Regions from separate parts of the Danio rerio genome. Here region 2 is linked to region 1. Evidence: chromatin contacts called from public Micro-C data. All regions are on one chromosome and are shown on one strand. Each heading gives the region's core, a stretch centred on a gene start, on an enhancer-like site or on the middle of the called end of the contact. The rest is flanking DNA. Distances are from core to core; before and after follow the strand shown.

Evidence for each region. A called contact is a pair of places that touch in the nucleus more often than the background predicts.
Region 2: a Micro-C map of caudal fin shows a contact between it and region 1, with 19 times the contacts expected there. The contact joins two enhancer-like sites. A contact is called at or near these places in 3 of 18 Hi-C or Micro-C datasets (caudal fin and embryo) and 2 of 4 datasets of contacts at active chromatin or transcription factors (caudal fin and gastrula embryo).

What each region holds. Positions count from the first base shown.
Region 1 is chr12:35,287,173-35,290,086 of GRCz12tu, forward strand. ccdc57 (coiled-coil domain containing 57) reads left to right here. Exons shown (of 19, transcript NM_001201562.2): 11 at 1,588-1,759. Among named protein-coding and RNA genes, the nearest start is that of ccdc57, 17 kb to the left of the region's middle. Within about 2 kb of position 1,524, at least 3 of the 62 cell types and tissues checked have an H3K27ac peak or open chromatin away from gene starts, as enhancers often do. A contact at or near this core is called in caudal fin, where this site is marked.
Region 2 is chr12:35,328,708-35,331,621 of GRCz12tu, forward strand. fasn (fatty acid synthase) reads left to right here. Exons shown (of 43, transcript XM_073918612.1): 13 at 1,318-1,452; 14 at 1,544-1,747. Among named protein-coding and RNA genes, the nearest start is that of fasn, 25 kb to the left of the region's middle. Within about 2 kb of position 1,449, at least 5 of the 62 cell types and tissues checked have an H3K27ac peak or open chromatin away from gene starts, as enhancers often do. A contact at or near this core is called in caudal fin, where this site is marked.

The DNA of each region.
Region 1 (2,914 bases), core at 274-2,773:
CCAGAATCAGATTAGCATCTCACTTTTTTTCTCACTTTTTTTTAAAAGTGTACTAAGACTGACAGAAAATTAAAGGTCTATTTTCTTGGCCGTTATGGCTAAGAACTACTCTCATTCAAGTAACTGTTGTAATTTTTTTGAGCCAGATGCTAATGGTCTTATCCGATTCCATAAACATTTACCGCCACTTTATTAGGTACACCTGTGCAACTGCTTGTTAACGCAAATTTCTAATCAGCCAATCTCATGACAGAAACTCAATGCATTTAGCTATGTAGACATGATCAAGATGATCTGCTGCAATTTAAATCGAGCATCAGAATGGGGAAAGAAGATTATTTAAGTAACTTTAAATGTGGCATGGTTGTTGGTGCTAGATTAGCTGGTTTGGGTATTTCAGAAACTGCTGATCAACTGGGATTTTCATGCACAACTATCTCTAGGGTTTACAGAGAATGGTCAGAAAAGAGAAAATATCCAGTTAGCGGCAGTTCTGTGGAAGCAAATGCCCTGTTGATGCCAGAGAGTAGAGGAGAATGGTCAGAGCTGATAGAAAGGCAACAGTAACTCAGATAACCACTTATTACAACCGAGATCTGCAGAAGAGCATCTCTGAACACACAACACGTCCAACCTTGAGGCGGATGGGCTACAGCTGCAGATGACCACACCGGGTGCCACTCCTGTCAGCTAAGAAATGGAAACTGAGGTTACGTTTTGTACAGGCTCACCACAATTGGACAATACAAGAATCATCTCAGACTGGTTTCTTGAACATGACAATGAGTTCACTGTACTCAAACGGCCTCCACAGTCACCAGAACCCTATCCAATAGAGCATATTTGGGATGTGATGGAACAGGAGATTCGCATCATGGATGTACAGCCGACAAATCTGCAGCAACTGCATGATGCTATCATGTCAATATGGACCAAAATCTCTGAGGAATATTTCCAGTACCTTGTTGAATCTATGCCACAAAGGATTAAGACTGATTAAGATTTAAGATTTGGTTCTGAAAGCAAAAAGGGTCCAACCATGTTCTAGTAAGGTGTACCTAATAAAGTGACCTGAGTGTATGCTAAGCTAAGCTAAAAGTGCTCCCACCAGACCCAGTAATGAACCCGAATAGATTAAAAAAAAATGTTAAAACTATACAATTTAACTGAAGAGTGCCTTTACCTATAAATGCACCTATATTTGAAAAGAGTGTAGTGTTCCTTTAAGAGACTATAAATAGCTTTCCAGCAGAAGATGCTTGGCCACAAACATAATGTTACTTAGAAAGTTCACAATCTCCCTGGACATTTCGTGCAAGGAAAGGCTGCATCCATATATTCGGCACAGCATGACTAGTCTTGTGAATCAGCACTTTAAATTGCCAGCTGGCATTTTGTCCAGTGACCATAGCCTGACTGTAAAGTAATGCCATGTTTTTTAAGCACTCATATGATTGTGTTCAGTCCTGCTATATCTTGTTGACTGATTGCAAATTCAGATCTTTAAAAGTGGGTTATCATGCCACAATCTTTTACCTCCACCTAGTGGCAGCTGATTTATCTCATACAATACCATCATTTTAACAGACATCTGTAATAGATGGCAGCAGTTTTCCATCAGAGGAGATCAGGAGACTCCAGCAGCAGAACAACACTCTAAAAGCAGTGGTGGCTGAAATGAGGAAAGAGATGGAGATCCTGAGCAAACAGAGGCTTGCAGCTCCAAGACCGGCCACAAATCTAGAGCCTAGCACTGCAGGTAAAATCAGACCTGAGGAAAGCTTATTTATGACATATATTCCCCTTTTTCAGGAACTGTTCCCCTATACGATACTTCATTAATGCTGCAAGTGAAATTTATACATCACAAATGTAATGCATATTTTGAATTTGATTAGTTTTGAGGTGTGCTAAAGATTCAGTACTTATTGAGAAATTATTGGTAGGATTAGTATTTTAAAGAGAAATTCTGAGCTAAAGAGGCTAAACAAAAAATACTTGTATTTATTAAAGTAAAACAAAAAGGCTATTACACATCATTGCTTCAATCTAATCACCCATTTTAGAAGAATGAAAAGAAATTGCTATAGAAATTTGGGAGATTGATACCGTTACTTTCTCCTTAAAACTTTACGGAGACCCGGAAGGGACGTGATGGTGGGGGAAAAATGGGTTGAAGAAAAAAAAACTGGGTGGGAGAAAAAAAAGCAGTAATAAGAAAGTATATTTTTAAAGTTTTTGCGTTCCCTCACAAAGATGTTTTGCGTTTCCACGCAAAACTGTTTTGCACAAACACTTTCTCTTCACTTCATGCATGTCAACCCTCCCGTTTTTGCCAGGATTCTCTTGTATTTTACTGGTCTATCTTGCTATCATCCTATCATGAAGTACTTTCCCATATTTCTCATAGATTTTTAATCTTGAAAGCATGATAAAATTAATATAAAAATGTAAATGTCTGCATTCACTTTTGTTTCATTAAATGACCATATGAATGATCATCGCCATTTATATGTAACCACTGAATCAGCGAATGCATGTATAAGCGCGGACTGATGGACATGCTACGTATGATAAACTGATGCCCAATCAGCTTCTATACACGCCATTTAAAGAGGAGCGAGCGTGCAGGACACTTTAGGATTCGGGTGTGTTTAAACAGACAAATACACTTAATAATACGCAAACGTGTCCGTCCTGCGTGTTTTATTTTAAACACAACTAAGTTTCTCTTAAATTAGCACATTCATTCATTCATTCATTAAACTTCTTTGAATGTTTTACACAGCGGATGCCCTTACAGCTGCAACCCATCTCTGGGAAACATCCATCCACTCTCATTCACACTTTTACACTACGGACAATTTAGCCTATTTAATTCACCTGTACCGCATGTCTTTGAACTGTGGGAGAA
Region 2 (2,914 bases), core at 199-2,698, 41 kb after region 1:
TTTTAAATTAAAACTGTGGCCTATTGTAATTTATTAGGCAAATAACAAACTTGCCAACACATCCAACATTCCTCAGTCTCAGAATTTGGCCATTTGAATAATAAAAAAGTAAACCATTATAATAATAATAATAATAATAATAGTAATGTAGAGCTTCACATTTTTTCTAGCTTCTCTTGTAAAAAAAAGTACATTTGAAAACTCATGGAAAACAAAAATAGTCTAATAAGTGTTAATATGGGCTGCTTTTGGTGCGTCACAACTTTTATTAATAATCTGTTTTCTTTCAAGAATGAGGTCAAAGATTTAGAATAAAAGTTACTTATAAAATGTTTTCTCTTTAACAATAATATGGTGAAAGTTGACTTTTCTTGCATCAAATCCGTTATGTCTTAAAGCCTTTTTTGATGGGTTATTTTTGATAACTGATGATGGCATAACAGTCAAAATATGACAAATGAGCTCATGTATGGGACAAATACTGAACTTTTGTCAGTGAACCTTTCGTCAGTGGGGTAGTCAAATTTTAAATAAACTAAACTAAACCCTATTGGCAGGTTATTTTTAAAAAAACACTTATTTTGACTAATTATTTCTGAAAAGATGATAACATTTTTTACTTGTCTAAAATGCTTCTTGATTTAAGATTTTTAGATATTTGGACTAGAAACGAGACAAAAACAACTGTTTTTATGGACAATTTAGTTTTAAGTTCAATTTTAATTGTATAAACAGATTGCCTTTTTAATAGAGCATATCAAAATTATTATTTTATTAAATTGAAAAGGATTTCAATCAGCTTTCATTTTTTTCCTTGATCCAAAAATGACATTTTGTGAGCATGATTTATAGAAGACACACACTTATTGAAACAATGGTTTATATATCTTGTCAGGCATGTTTTAGAGCAAGAATATTTGTCATATTAATGACTTGGTGGATCGCAAAATTCAAATTAAATCACATTTAAATCTTACACCTAGCCACCATCTTAAAATATTTTTTTTTTAACCATTTGTCAGCAAAAAAAGTGTTTTGTTCCAATTTAAACATAGTAAATTTAGGTATGAGCAGAAGTCCAAATAAGCATGATGTTTAATTTTTCATAAATATATGTCATACTGAATGACATTATGTGATTTAACTTGAATTTAATACTATTTTGCAATACAATATTGCATTAAATATATTTCTCATTTTATGAAAAGTCACTTTAATAAATGTCAGTGTTGATGCAGGCACCAAATTGTTTTCGACCCCCATATGGAATGAGAGTAGATGTACTGTTACCTTACTGTTAGTGTTTGATTTTTCCAGGACTCTGTCAGCAAGTTTGTCGCCCAGTTAAAAGAGAGCGGTGTGTTTGCCAAAGAAGTGCGCAGTGCCGGTGTGGCTTTCCACTCGTATTACATGGCCTCCATCGCTCCAGCTCTCCTGTCTGCACTACAGAAGGTGAACGCTGATTCTGCAGCTCCCTCTGGTGGACATTAACATCTCAGCTCATCAGCACAAATCAACACTGACCTCCTGTGTGTTATTGTAGGTAATAAAGAGCCCAAGGCCCCGCACAGCTCGCTGGATCAGCACATCTATCCCGCAGTCAGACTGGGAGAGCCCACTGGCCCTCTATTCTTCAGCCGAGTACCACGTCAATAACCTGGTCAGCCCTGTGCTCTTCCAGGAGGGACTGAATCATGTGCCGGATAATGCTGTGGTTGTAGAAATCGCCCCGCATGCCTTGCTGCAGGTAACCATTTAATTCAAGGTTTTGCATTTTATTTGTCTTCAATACATATTGTCGTTCTTTAATAAGTGTGGTCTCAGGTAGAGATAAGTGTGTTGAAGAAATTGTTGTGTAACTGCATTAAAAATTTATTTTCCACAAAAACAATTTAAATTGTAGAAAATAATTACCTTTTTAACAGAATATATCAAAATTATTATTTAATTAAATTGAAAAGCATTTGAATTTTTAGAAAATGAAGCTTTCCTTTTCCCCCCCAATCCAAAAATGACTAGCGAACATTTTCTTAGCATGATTTACAGAAGACCTTGCAACAACTTATTGTTAAAATCAGTCATGTGTAGGGAAAGACAGAATCTGCAGACATTTTTTTGCTATTTCTGCTTAGAGTTTTGTTAAGAATCTGTGGATTGATCCAGAATGATTTTGGGAGTATAATAACTAAAAATAAAAATAACTAATTTTGAACCTTTATTTAAATGTTTACAATGTAAATCCAATTAGATCCACTTTTTTGGTAAACCAAGCAAATCTATCATATAATACAGTTTTTGAATCAGAATTATTAGCTCCCCTGTTTATTTTTCCCCAATTTCTGTTTAAAGGAGAGAAGATTTTTAACAAATTTCTAAACAGAATAGTTTTAATAACTCATTTCTAATAACTGATTTATTTTATCTTTGCCATGATGACAGTAAATAATATTTGACTAGATAATTTTCAAGACACTTCTTTACAGCTTAAAGTGACATTTAAAGGTTTAACTAGGTTAATTAGGTTAACTAGGCAGGTTAGCGTAATTAGGCAAGTTATTGTATAACGATGGTTTGTTCTGTAGACTATTGAAAAAATATAGCTTAAAGGGGCTAATCATTTTGACCTTAAAATGTTTTTTTTTTTATTATTAAAAACAGATGGGGCATAAACAAATTATCAGACATACTGTTTTCTTGCTCTGTTAAACATCATTTAGAAAATATTTAAAAAAAGAAAAAAAATGTGAAGGGGTTTAATAATTCTGACTGCAACTTTATATCTACTAAAAGACAGATAATATCTCTTTACAAACTGTATTATAATAAATCATAAGTATTTTCATATTAGTCAATAATATTACTGGAATTAATTTAATAGCTGAAAAAATATAAATTTACACGCCTAAATAAATAG